Regions from separate parts of the Gossypium hirsutum genome. Here region 2 is linked to region 1. A link is a contact called in public Hi-C data. All regions are on one chromosome and are shown on one strand. The core of a region is the stretch at or near the end of the contact, and the rest is flanking DNA. Distances in the headings are between cores, read along the strand shown. Region 1 holds the start of LOC107912471 (a long non-coding RNA gene). Region 2 holds the start of LOC107912470 (probable E3 ubiquitin-protein ligase XERICO).

What was found. A called contact is a pair of places that touch in the nucleus more often than the background predicts.
Region 2: a contact with region 1 is called in a Hi-C map of leaf, with 1.8 times the contacts expected there. The contact joins the promoter of LOC107912470 here to the enhancer-like site in region 1. A contact is called at or near these places in 4 of 34 Hi-C or Micro-C datasets (fibers, leaf and petal).

What each region holds. Positions count from the first base shown.
Region 1 is chrD11:15,695,969-15,703,415 of Gossypium_hirsutum_v2.1, forward strand. LOC107912471 (a long non-coding RNA gene) reads right to left here and starts at 7,306. Exons shown (of 4, transcript XR_001688169.2): 1 at 6,840-7,306; 2 at 6,611-6,739; 3 at 5,884-6,226; 4 at 5,312-5,801. Within about 2 kb of position 3,008, at least 3 of the 9 cell types and tissues checked have an H3K27ac peak or open chromatin away from gene starts, as enhancers often do. A contact at or near this core is called in leaf, where this site is marked.
Region 2 is chrD11:15,729,416-15,736,862 of Gossypium_hirsutum_v2.1, forward strand. LOC107912470 (probable E3 ubiquitin-protein ligase XERICO) reads left to right here and starts at 4,805. Exons shown (of 3, transcript XR_005921155.1): 1 at 4,805-4,962; 2 at 5,244-5,309; 3 at 5,695-6,538.

The sequences.
Region 1 (7,447 bases), core at 1,758-4,257:
CCTGATGGATGCCTTTAATCACATTAATAACTTCATGTTATTTTATCGAGAATTTGCTTTGCAAAATTTATTTTGTTTTATTTATTCTCAAAGTCCTAGTAAAATACATCTCAATTAGTTTTTTTTAAGATTCAGATTCCACTATTAGATCGATTGTTGCTGCTCGAGTTTTCAAAAAACAAAATCTAGACTTGCAACATTGCTTTCATTTTTAAGAATCATAAAAACTTCTACTATCAATGGTCTATTTATAATATTTTCTTGATAATTATAAAAAAGAAAAGAAAGGAGAAAAAAAAAGAAGAGGGAAAGAGAGGAGCAAAATGTCCTATTATATTGCCTCAATTCTTTGGTAAGTTTCATTTATTGAAATTTGAGCTTTTTTTTTCTTTTAATTTCTAATACAAAGCACCCTACTTCTTTTCTAAACCCATCTTTTCTTTTTTGTAACTCCAATTACTTGATTGATTAGGTTTTTGAGTGACTTTCAATTTTGAAATTTTAGATTTTTAAAATTTATAATACAAAATGCTCTTCTTCTTCTACAACCCCATCATTTGCTCTCTCAAATTTTAACTTCTTTCAACTATAAATAATACACACATATATATTAATTATCTGGAAAGAGCGGAGTCAATGCCAATCTGCATGAAAAAAGAGAAAAGAAACAAGAAAAGGCAAAGAAAGATGAATATAAAAAGAGCGTAAAACAACAAAGCAAATGAAAAACAAAAGTAAGATCAAAGTGAATGAGTATTTAATGTATTCTTTTTGTGAAAGTTCAAAGATTTTGATTTTTTATGAGATTAGATGTGGAAAAACTAATTGCAATTTTTTTGTTTTTCCTTGCTACAATTGATTTTTGTATGAATTATTTATTTTTAAGACTTTTTACATTTTTTACAATTATTGTTAAGGATATTTTAAAAATACCAAAATGATTTTTTAACTATAGTTCAAGGACCAAATTAACTATTAACCTTTTAAATTAAGGTGCAACATTACTTTTTTAACTAAATTTAATAGTCAAATAGTAGAATTATAGAAAAAAAAATGAATTATTTGAGTTGCAAATAAGAAAATGAGCTCGACCGGGTACTAACCAATCCAGTTCGTGGAAATTGGAAATAAAAACAAAAAGTCCCTTTTGCATGAAATCAAAGTGATATTCTTTCTTTTTTTTGTTATTTGAGATATTTCTTTAGAGCCCTTGTTTTATTTTAAAATATATATGATATAGAATATAATATAAATGAAATGGAATTACTGATAAAAGTTATATATCTCTATAGAAAAGTTGAGTGACAAAAATGCAATAATTTAATAATGTTAGTGACTATTATGTAACTTTTAAAGGTTGAGTGACCAAAATATAATTTTAAACAAAATTTAGGAATGATCGGTGTAGTTTACCCAATCTTATAATAGGTAAAAAAAATTAACGGGGTCAACCTTTTTGACTTTTTCAATAAATATTAATATAAAATTTAAAAAGTAGGTGGTGTATCTATGGTAACAATTGTTGCATTTGGGAGATTAACTTCGGACTTTTTTTTCTCTTTAGTTTTTTTTTTTCATTTCTCTTTTTTTTTTTCATTTTTCAGGTTTTTTTTTAATTTGTGAATCGGTCGAATTGTTTGTTGAATCGATTTGATCGATTAAATTAAGAATTAGTGGTCCAATTGATTTAATCATGAGTTCGATTTTAAAAACTTTAATTGATTCATAAATCAATACAGATTAAATTAAAAAATTTTAGAAATATATATATTTTTAAGTTTTATAAATTTTAATAAATTATTAAACAAATTAATTTAACTATTCAAATCGATAACCGGTAGTGTAATATGACTTCGAAAACTTTAGTGTAAATTTGAAGGAAACATTCGTGAAAGTGTATCCATATTTGCAACTTTTTTTTTTTGCCAAATTCACAAAAGAAACATTTTTTTTTCTAATAAAAGAAGTGGTAATATTGTTTGGAAGAGAGGGAGTTGAGTTTGCATTTGGATGAGTTACAAATAACTTTTTTACAAAAATAATAATTTATTATCTAAATAATATAAACTCACCTTTATTTACTCAAATTATATATTTTGAGCAATAAAAAATTCTAGTCTCCCAATGGCTCAGATTGGCATTGTTTGTGGCGATTTGGGCATTTGAAAACTGTTTTCATATTTTAAAAAGATATAATTTTTTTTAAATTATAAAAAATAAAAACTCTTTAAAATTTTAAGATAAAAAATGGAAAATTTAAATATTTTGAAAATATAAAAAAATTTCAAATTTTATTTAAATTGGACTAAAAATCGGTGGGTCAATCAATTGTTTACCTCTCACCAGGATGATACCAGACGATTTTTGGTTCAACCAATCCGATTTAGATACCATTGAATTTTGATTTTTTTATATTAAAAAATATTTTTATTTTTGAATTTTAAAGAGTTTTTAAAAAATTTTATGTTATTTAAAATATGGAAAAAATAATTTAAAAAGTTACGTAATTTTAAAGGGTACGTACCAAATTGGCAAAAAAATTTTAAAGGTTAAAAAGTTTAAAAATTTTAAAATCTAATTGTTCTATGAATCGGTATGAACTGATTGAACCGAACTAAAAGAACCAATTGAACTAACTGTTGAACTAATTTTTATATATATTTTTTATCAATTATCTGTTTTGACCGATCAGGTCAACTATTTTGGAGACCGATTAGTCTAATTAATTCAATTGTTGATTTAATCGATTTTTTAGCTCGGTTTAATACCCGACCTATTTTTGGTTCAATCGTTCTAGTTGAATTTAGATAATATTGAATTTTAAAATTTTTATACCCAAATCACCGGTCACCACCAACTGTTCAAATTTAGATCCTTTGGAAATTGATTAAGTGGGTATACCCTAGACATTATTTAGATAATAAATTATTGTTTTAATATTATTTTTCTGAGAAAGCCATCTGTGGAACACGTTGATTTTATTTCAATTTTGTGTGGATAAGAAACTGCCTGATGTCAGGAAAGCAACTAAAGTCAAACTCAAACCCAAATATGGCAGGAGGAGAGGACCCCACTGTTATCAATGCATTTCAGATTTTATATAAAAATACTTTAACATATTAATTAATTACGAAAATGATCTATACAAAAAATTATTTAAGAAAATAACACATTTGCTATAGTAAAAGTCGATGACATCTGATCAACCGACCATACCACTTACTTTTTTGGCTTAATCATTACCTAACCATCAATTTTTTTTAAAAAAATAAGATTTTTTTCTACATCTCAACATTTCACTTTTTGCTCTCATATCATGTTTAAACTAATCAAATTATTCATATAATAACATGAGATATATATTACAATAATTAGATATAAAAAAGTTAATGTAAATTTAAATTTGTAATTAGAAATATGAGTAATAATTTTTACAAAAATTTTTCTTTTTTTTTTATACTAAAGTAAGTCATAAGAGTAACTAAATATTACCAATTAAATTATTTTATTATTATATAAAAAAAGTTACTCCAATCCTTGAACATTTTGCCCCTACACGTTTCAATCCAATTCTATCTATTTGTTAGGCGGCACTAAAAAATTACTATTATTTATATTTTTAGGATGGTGTCACCTGGGAAAGTGGCAACACTCAACTCTACTATAGAAATCAGGTAATTCTCATAATTAATCTTGAAATTGGGTCATTTTCATAATTTTTTAAACTTATAGTGTTAGATTCCTAAAAAAACCCATGTTATGAGATATAGGAGTGTTATTTTGATCATGAAGATCTAGTTGGTCACTCAATTTTTAGAATACTTTCATTTTGGTCACCCAAAATAAAATTCTTGTAATTTATCATTCAAATTTTAAGATGCTTTCATTTTAATCACCTAATCGCTAAATATCTAACGACAGTTAGACTATACATGCCACATCATGTTTATACTTTTATTTTGATCACCCAATTTCATTTTTTTCAATATTGAAATTTTAAATTTAAAAAGCATAAAAATCAATTAAATAAATTGTTAAAAGAATTTTGATAATGCCAACCGATTTGTTACTAAAATATTGAAAATAATTAAATTAACTAATTTAATCTCTTTCTAAATCGTAAAATTTTATTTTATGTTTCTATATTATTCTTAATAAAATCAACTCGAATAACTCATATTTAATAATTGTCTATGAAAAATATAATCTTGAATCTTTCAATGCTAAGCTAAAAGCAAAGGAAAATCCATTAATTGCTTGTTTATCGTTTGGGTAAAAATGTGATGAAAAATTTCAGGTTTTATTTGGCATGAAAAATAAAATTAATTAATTGTAAGGATTTTTCTTTACTTTTAGCTTAGCATTAAAAATTCAAGATCATATAATCATTCTGTTAAGAAATTTTGAACAACCAAAAAGAATTAAGTGTAATTAACGATACCAACATTGTCCTAATTCCAGAAGTTCAAAATCCAAAAAATATGGGACAATTTAGGCCAATTAGCATTTACAGTGTAGTTTATAAAATAATCTCAAAAGATATATAGTCAATAGATTTAGGAAGGCTCCTGGCTACTACATTGATGATGCACAAGGCACTTTTGTCCTAGATAGACAGATTACAGATAACATATTAGTGGCATATGAATTATTGTACTCTTTTAAGAAGAAAAGATATGGATTGGGTAATTTTGCTCTAAAACTAGACATGACCAAAGCATACAGTAGGATTAAGTGGATTTTCGTTGAAAATATGATGAGAAAGCTTGGTTTTGTGACAAGTGGGTACCATTGATCATGTGGTGCATCAAAAGCGTTTCATACTCAGTTGTGCTTAATGGAGGGAAAGGGGTTGGTTTCAGTCCTACTAGAGGAATAAGGTAAGGAGATCCCTTAAGCCCATATTTATTTATCATTTGTGCTGAGGGTTTTTCAAGACTTCTTAATATTGTAAAAAAGGGAAAGAAAAATATAAGGGGGAAAAATAGGTAGAGGGGGTTTGTCAATAACCCACATTTTTTTCGCTGATGACAGTATCTTATTTGGAAAAGCAACAGTGGAAGGGGCTTTAGCAATTCGATCAGTTATTAATGCCTATGAAAAAATATCGGGACAGATGGTGAATTTTAAAAAGTCATTAATTTACTTTAGCAACAATGTCAACGATACGGTTAAATTGCAAATAGGAAGGGAGTTGGGGGTTCGTATGACCAACAATCCGGAGAAATACCTTGGATTACTGACAATGGTGGGGAGGCGAAAGAGAAATGCTTTTGTGGAAATAAATAATTTTTTTTTGACAAAAGTGAAAAACTGAAGCATTCGCAATTTGCCTATTGGAGGAAAAGAGGTTTTTATCAAATCAGTCTTACAAGTCATTCCAATCTATGCTATGCAATGTTGCAGATTACCAAGTTCTTTATGCCGGGAATTAGAGAATATTATGTGTAAATTCTGGTGGTAAAATTTAAAAACGGATAAGGGTATTTACTAGTGTTGGTGGTTGTCATTATGTATCTTAAAGGCGCAATGGGGGATGAGATTTAGAGATTTATCAAATTTTAATAATGCCTTGTTGGCAAAGCAAGGATGGAAGCTAATCACCAATCCCACAAGCTTCCTTGTACAAGTAATGAAATCTAAATACTACCCATGAAGTGACTTTTTGAATGCCGAACTAGGGGCTTACCCTTCGTTTACCTGGAGAAGCATATGGAACGCTCGGAGTATTTTGGAATCAAGAATGGGTTGAAGAATCAGAGAGAGTAGATCAGTTAACATATGAAACAATCCATGGTTTCCTGAGGAAGGAAAATTACAATTTCAGAATATTGATTATAGGTACACTTTAGTTGCAGACCTTATAAATCATGAATCTGTCACCTGAAAGGAGGAAACCTTGAGAGGGTTTTTCCCAGAAGAACAAGCTAGTGAGATTGGATCCATTCCTTTGGGGAACGCTCTGCAACTAGATATAAGGTTTTGGTAAGGTGACAGGTTGAGAGAATACACGGTAAAAAACGGTTACAAAAGGTGTGTCTTAGAAGATTTAAATATGATGGGAAATGAAATTTCAACAGACCAGGATCTAACTAGAAGTTATTTTACAAAAATTTGGAGTCTAAAAATTCTCAGCAATGTTCGAATTAATCTATGGGAAAATGAGTTTGTAAGCTACATCTTCCGAGACTACATCCTCGCAAAACAAGTCCTCCAGCAAATGACACTGACATTGGTCCCCGTTCATGAAAATCAAGAATGGAAACAATGGTTAGCGGAGGCCTTCAATCTCAATAATGCATATAAATGTTCATGCTTAGCAGTGTCATTATAGGCAATATGGCATAACAAGAATATATATTTCCATGAAGGCATCCGACAGAGAACATGCGAGATTGTGGCTTATATTAAAGCATACTTAGCGGATCTTGATAAGCTAAAGGAAGCACTAAAATGTCAACATAACACAGTGATTACCCATTGGGAGCCCCCATCAAAAAGTCAAGTTAAAGTTAATTTTGATTCTGCATTTCTTCAATAAAGCAACAAAGCAGTATCGGGAATTATCATCAGAAACTATACAGGACTTGTAATAGGTTTGTGTTCTTACCTGATCCACAACGTTAGATATCTAACAATTGCTGAAGCGTATACATGCCTTAAAGGAGTCGTTTTTGCTGAAGAAATAGGATTTAGCGATGTTATCATGGAAGGGGACTCAAGGATTGTCATTAAAAAACTGCAAAACCATGGAAATGATAGATCAACCATCAGGGGAGTTATAAACAAAATAATAGCAATGTCAAGAATTTTCTGGAATATTGAGTTCCGGTTCATACCACGAGAAGCCAACGGAGCAGCGTATGCGATGGCTGCAAGGGGCAGAGGAAGTAATTTTTTGACTTTCTAGGTAGAAGAAACTCCATTAGAGGTTGAACCTATCGTAGCTAGATACCAAAGAAGAACTGACTAATAAAAAAATATATGGATGTTTGATGGGCTAACTTCGAAAAAGGAAAAGGGTTAACAAAGCTCGGAGGAACTCAGAAGATGATGGACCGGGGGAATGAAGTCAAGACGAGAACAAAGGATTTGCTTTAACAGGTCTACCGTTGAAATGAATTTTGGCGACGCGACAAAAGGAGAGAAGAACGAGGGAAGGTTAAGTCTTTAGGGCTTTCTTGTTGTGTGTTTTTCTTTTAGAAAGTTTGCGTTTTCTTCACCCACAAAAGAGCAAGGGACTGGTTTTATCTTAGGAAATGAAAAATCGAGGCTTCGCCCACACTTTCATGATGTTTTGTCTTTCAATTGGTAGGTTAGGTAGTTTTTTTGCTTTTTAAGATCATGTGCTCCCTCGTATCAATAAAGTGGCCGAAATAATTTTAAAAAAAAAACTCAATAAAGAATTCAAATGTAGTTGAATTTAAAATCCATACTATTTACATCA
Region 2 (7,447 bases), core at 3,555-6,054, 35 kb after region 1:
TTTACTAGATAAATTTCGAAAATATGGAATTACATTTCCTTTATACTTAAATCAGTCAAATTCGTAGATCAATAATATTTTTTTTAATTTTTTTATTACATAAAATAAACTTATATTATTGAGAAAATAAAAGTAAATAATCATGTATTTTTAAACAATAATTACTTACACTAATAAAATAAAATATTAAATATAACTTAATTTTGGCTTTAATATTTAAATTGCTACCTAAGGTTTTTTTTTCAAATTAGTACCATATTTGATTTTCATCACATATTTAAGTCCAATTTTATAATATTGTTAAAATGGAATGATGTGGACCGATTAAATTATTACACATGGCCCACATGGTACATCATCAATTTCAAAAAAAGTTATAAAAATATAAAAAAAATTCAAAAGTTTTATAAAAATAAAAAAAATTATTTAAAACTTAAGAAAGTTTCAAATTAAAAAAACATAAAAATTTAAGAAATATATAAAAATTAAAATTTTTTGAGATTTTATTTGAACTTTTATAGAATGACAAATATATATATATACAAAAAACTATAAAATTATTTAAAGTTACAAAAAAATAAAGAAAATAAATAAAAGTATTAAAAGAATCTATAAAATTATGAAAATTTATTTAAATATATAATTTATTTTTATGAAAAATGGAATTTGTATGATGTCCTTATATATTTCATATATATATATTACTAAAGTTATAGTTATAACTCATTTTCGATGTGACATTCGTGCCATGTCAGGTCTTTTTTTTTAAATAGTATTACAAAAGTGTACTTAAATATGTGACGTAGGTTGAATTCAGAAATAAAATTGAATAAAAATAATTTAGGTAATATTTAAATCAAATTATATATTTATTCTAAAATTGAATTAATTAAGTTAAAATAATTAAATGCATAAATACTTATATAAATACACGAAGTATGAGGCTTGGCCATAAACTATATCCGAAACATTTACTCTATGGTACGACAAAGAAGGCGTTGAGTGATGTGGTGATATTGGGAAATTAGACCTTTCCATGTGGACTGGAATATGTAATGAGAGCCAAATTTACTTTTTGACTTCATTTTTACACAAAACCAAATTATTGTATATAATTTTCACCTCATCTCTTCTAATCTTCACCCTCCACTTTGCACCACCATTAACTCCATATTCTACCACCTCCTACACACTCCCATTGTCAATATCAACTTCCGTCGACCCTTATAATCGAGGGTGACCAAAGTGAAATAATTTGCTAACAATAGCAGTGTCAGAAATTAATGAAAATTGAGTGATCATGAATAGAAAGAGTGGAGAAAAAGCTAAAACCTTGGTTTGAGATAAATGGATGGTTATGGAGAGCCCAAAAATGCAATTAATTCAAAAAAAAGTAGAGTAGCATTGTTTATTTGGACGTAAAATGCAAATTCTATTAAAGAAATGGAAGGGAGCCAAATAAGGTGGGTGCCTAATAAAGGTAGAAGAAAACAGTGGGCATGTGATTCAAAGAACCTGCCCCCTCATTTCCCCATTTTCTCTCCACATCCTTGATTCTTCGCAACCAAGTTAGTTATACTTATAATTTTCATTTTCATGCTGTGTCCACACCTTCATATCTCCTAACTCCTCCTATATATTTAATTAACAATAATAATGTAATTTACAGCTTATTTGTTGAATAGCCAATTCAGAGCTAACTAAGGTCTCTTTTTTGGTTAAACTTCATTTTCAGTCACCCAGACTGAGGACTTGGAAAAGATAAATTTTTTGGTTCTGGTTTCTGATTTGGAAAGTTCATAGGAGAGTCATTGTCAAAATTGGGAAAGATAACTCCTACCATCATTTTCATCACTCATCCACCCATACCTACTCTCAATGCAGGATTCGATTTTCTATCACTTTCAAGTGTCTGCCAGTTGAGCATTATAATTAGATATAATCCAAATCTTTAAATGTATTGATGAGAAGCTAGTTTTAGATGCCTTCCAAAAACATCTTTTCGTTTTTCTCTAATGTTAATTCACGAAATAATAATAAACCATTCTGCCAATCCAATGTACTTATGGAAAATATTTTATTACTACCTTATGATATAGTAGGTGGAGAAATTTGGGTAAAGTTTAAATGATTTTGATTTTGATTTTGATGTTTTGGGTTTATAATTTATTGTGTAATTGTATTTATTTAGATTTTATGTAAATAAAATTTTAAAATAATATTTATTGTTTTTTTCAGTTATTTTTATAATCGAGTTGAGACTTAATTGATGTGTGATATCAAATCAGTTAAATTCGTAAATAATTGTAAATATATATAAATATTTTATATGTTTTCATTAATTATTTTTCTCATAAGAGTTTATATCATGTTTTAATTTATTTTATAAGGTACACAAATTATCATAATCATTTCATTTCAAGTCTGAATATATTTATGCCAAGACTCGGAGCAATGGTTAGAACTTTCAATCTAGCATCTAGATAACACGAGTTCAAGCTTTGTTATTCTCTCACCCCCAATTTTATAATGATAAAAGAAATTCTAAATAGATTTATTTATGTTTTTAAAGACATTAATTTAAAAATGAGATCATTGTTTCCCGTGTAAATTTAAATAATTAATCTATACTACATATAATTTAATTTACTGATGTGGTATCACAAGTAAACTTGTTCATGGGCCGAATTACTCATTCAGGTCTAAAAGTCTGTCCAAATTTTGGGAGAGTTTGAGTAAAAATATTAGGCCTGTTTAAATATAAGTTGGGATTGGGCTTGTTTTTAATGTTTATAATACTTTATATTTTGTTATTTTTTATATATTATGTAATTTATAACACATTAAAAAAATTTATACTAAATGTACAATACTACTCTAATGTAAACATTAAAACAATGTTAATATGACTATATAAAAATTTTCAATAAATAGAAAAAATATATGAAATTATAAAATGTTATATTAAAACAATATAAATATTTTTAAAATAATTAAAAATTAATATGGGCAGCTTTAAGTAAAATTTTAGGCTTATATTTCAAGTTGGGCATGGCTTAGGAAAACATAAAATAAATTAATATTATGTTTAGACCCGACCTAGCCCAACCTATAAACACTTCTAGTCACAAATCAACTCGATCAATAAAATATTATTGCTTAATTAAATTCACATAATTTAAAAAAAATCATAAACCGGATTATTAAAATCATATCGTCAAGCTTCTTTATTGCCCAAGTAATTTTCTAAGCCTAAAATGTGTTGTTTGATAACTACTTTAAAAAATTAAATCAACTGAAATTATTAATTATTAATGATTTAATTTATTAAACACATTTTATAATTCATAAAAACATAAAAAATTTTAAGTAAATAAAGAGTTACTTATCACTATTTCTTTACAAAGTTCTTTTGAAGACTTTCCCTTTAAGATTTAATTTTGTTTAAAATAAAGTGAAACGGTTTTAAAAAAATAAGAATAAAAATGTTGAATAGAACATTTATAATTAGAATTTAAATATGAATTTTGGTTTAATTTATAATTATTATACATGAAATTTTGATTTGAAACAATTATCATAAATTATTAATACAATTATTAATATGGTTTAATTTTATGTTTATATATTGCAAACACACATAATTATATTAATGTATTTATTTCTTCAAATATGTATGATTGAATCAAAATTAAAGTTGACGTATATATTTGAATCACAAACAAAGTTTCAGTTTTATAATTGCACCTAATCAAAATTTATATATTAAATTGCACATTAAATCAAGAGTACACGTAGAATTTATCTAAAAGAACAAATCAATTTTTTATTAAAATAATAACATTAAAATTTTAAATTTTATAATATTTTAGATTCAATCCTATAAAAATATAATTTATTTTGGATAATTATTGAGAAAGAAAGGATATGAAAAGAGAGCCTTCATTGTTTTTCACGAGAAGAACATTCCTGACATATGAATTGCCATTCGCATTTTGCTCTTTACTTTAAAAAAATTCCAAGTTGGCCTAAGAAAACACTATTTTAAAATTAAAAAACATTTGATTTGCTATTCCCACTGTTTTTAGCTAAAAATGGCAGATTCAGTTTTCCCTCTTTTTGCTGCTTTATGTAAGAATGGGTTTAGATATTTTTATTTTTTATATTATTATAATATAAGCGGTGGTAAAATATATTGTATTATGTTTAAATTTTGAGAATAATATTACTGACTTTAAATATAAAAAATAAAATAAGCACGAAGAACAAAAAAAAGCACAACTTATAATTAAGCTTTTAATTTACTTCAATTAAAGATTTATCTATTTATGACATATTTTTACCAAGTTAAAAGCCTAAGGTTGAGAAAGTAAAATATGTACGTAAAATATTGTTAAAGAGTGACATATATTTATCCATTAGATTTTAACTTAATTGAGGAATAAAAAAACTTATTAAATATATTGTATTTTTTTATATTATTATAAATGATTCAATAAAAAATATAGGTTCGAACTTTAAAAACCTTATTATTAGAAAGATTTATTACAAAGTTAAATATAAATAATAAAATTTACAAAAAAAAAGTAAAAAAAATTAACATAATAGATTATTTAATTTCATTATTTCAATTAAAAATTTATTTATTTGATATATATATTCTTTGATAATAATTATTTGTTTGTATATAAGCATTTAATAAATATATTTTTACAACAACTAAACTCAAGTAGAAGTAAGTTTGATGATATAAAGTAACCATAGTTAAGGGGATTAGAGTTAAAGGTGGGGATTGCTGTATAAGTAGCAGCCATTGCCAGACATTTTAAATGCTTACATATTTTCATTTTATTGTTAAAAGAAAACCAAATTAGCTTTCTCTATGTTTAAATTGCTCTAATGAAAAATAATCTTGTTTAGTTCTTGTCCTTGGTGCCCTCTACACAGCAAAGTTGACCCTGTGTAAGTTTAACTTCCTTGGAGATTGCTCTTTCCCCTTTTTGGAGGGCATTTAAAGATTTTTCCCCCCTTTCAAATAATGCAGCAAATGGAAGATATAAATGGGAACTTTTGATTATGCTTGAAATTATTAGATCTCATATCACCTTGTTGTTGCATTTTTCTTTTTGTTGGGTTTTGGGTATTTGAATTCATTGAAAAAACATCACAGTTCTTGGTGTACTTATCCACAAATGTTCCAATAACCTCACTTTTTCCTAATTGAATGATGGGTTGTCTTGCAGATTACCAGGGTTTCCACTCATCATTCATCACTGGTTATGTAAAATTTTCCCTCCCTTGCTTTAAAGGTGATTTTCGTAATCAATTACAATGATCTTCTTCCTTGTCTTTTTTCTTCGTTGTTTATTTGTGTTTTAATCAGTGATTTTGTTCGTCTTTGATGTTTTCTGCATGTGAGTTTTGGGATTAAAACGTGTTAGTATTATTCTTATTTGGCGTTTTGCTTTCCGATTCTGTTGAGTTCGCGCACAGTTAGGCTCGACACTATAACCTCTTGAGCTAGCTAACTCAAACTCTGTGGTTTCGCTTGTTTAGGCACTTTGAGACATTCTCATAAAACGGTCAAGGCTCTTGGCAGAGTCCTGAGCATTTTGCTTTGCGTAATTCGATTACTTTTGCATTGATTTCTAATTCTATGTTTTGTATTCTAATGGATGTTTTTATGTTTTACAGGTCATATATTTCAGCTAGAGAGTAGCTGAAATTATCTTCTTGCATCTACCGTTCCATTATTGGGACCTTGATACTGAAAATGGGTCTCTCAGGTCTCCCAGCACCATCAGAAGGAGTGCTATGTGTTGTCCAATCAATCCTTCACATTGTCGGTATTGCGTCTTCGTCGCCATCCTCGGATTCTGTCGAAAATCCCTCGGAATCATTCGAATTCAGCCCTACAACTTGTGATAGTTACATGGAAGAGTTCCGGAATAGAACCCCAGCGATGAGGTTTGATGCTATATGTAGCTGCAAGCAACCTGAGTATGAATGTTCGGTTTGCCTGACTCGATTTGAGCCGGAATCGGAGGTTAATCGCTTGACCTGCGGCCATCTCTTTCACAAGGTGTGCTTGGAAAAGTGGTTGGATTATCAGAAGGTTACATGCCCGGATTGCCGGACGCCTCTGCTGCATGAACAAGAGGCTTCCTGCATTTGGTGAGAATAGTACAACCGTGATGAAGGTATTTATTGTACAGCGATTAATATGGGAGTTATGGGCCTGTGATACCCGTTTCTGATGATATATGCATCTCACTCGAACTCTTCATATGTTTTATTTTTTTTTTGGGTGAATTAATAGAGGAGCGCTAACAGTAAGACGAGTAACGTAACTCGAATTCAATCCACATCTAAAGCTGTGAAGACCCTAACTATCTTGTCAACGTAGGAATCATAAATTTTACTTTCATATAAAATATTTGGAGTTTGATGCATATTCAGACAAATATCAAAAAAGTGTTGTAAGGATTTTTTTTTCTTCATCCTCGAATATATCCAAAACAACTAAGAAATTGGTGTCTACCAGCTTTTCACTACACTCCTAATATTTTGTCAATTTTTATAGAGGATTAATGCATTATGTATTTTTTTTTGAAATGTGTATTTTCAGGGTACTTTTTCTAGACTAATTTCGATCAAATAATTTGAAGGATTTGTTGATTTCACCGATCCAAAAGATGAAAGTATAATTTCTCTCTGAATGAAAATATATTTTCTAACTGAAAAGCGGTTGGGTGTAAGGTATATTATATTCTCGATAGGAGGATTTTAGTTTAAACTTTGGAGATGATATTATTAGACTGAACAATTACGAATCTTGAATATGAATTATAAAATAAACATGAAAAATATGATCAAGTTTTTGTATTATATTATATATGAAATTTATATATATTATAAGAAAAAAATAAATTAAAAAGTAAGAGAAATATTTTTAAAAAAAATCTAAATTATGTCATAAGTCTTTATACTCTTCACAAATTTAGAATGTAGTCTTTATACTTGTTATTCCCAATAATTTAGTCCTTTTACTTTTTAGATTTCAAATTTTAGGTCTAAATATTAATATTGTTAAATTTGCTGGTGTGATATTTTGAAATTAAAAAAAATACTCACTTGGTAGAGATGTAATTAAAAAATGGCGTTATAATGAACTTGAATTTAATATAATAATTTTAACAACGTTAACAATTAGACTTGAGTTGTGATATTTGAAAAATAGATGGACTAAAGTCCTATGAATAAAAGTAGAATAACTAAATTCTAAATTTATAATGAATACATGGACTTAACACATATTTTCACAAAAAAGAAAAAAGAAAAAAAATAGTCAATATTAAACTAACCTCGACACCGATAGGAGTCGAAGTCCAAACACTAACTTAAAATGCAATCAAAAAATTAAAAATGAAACTCAACTCCTGTGAGA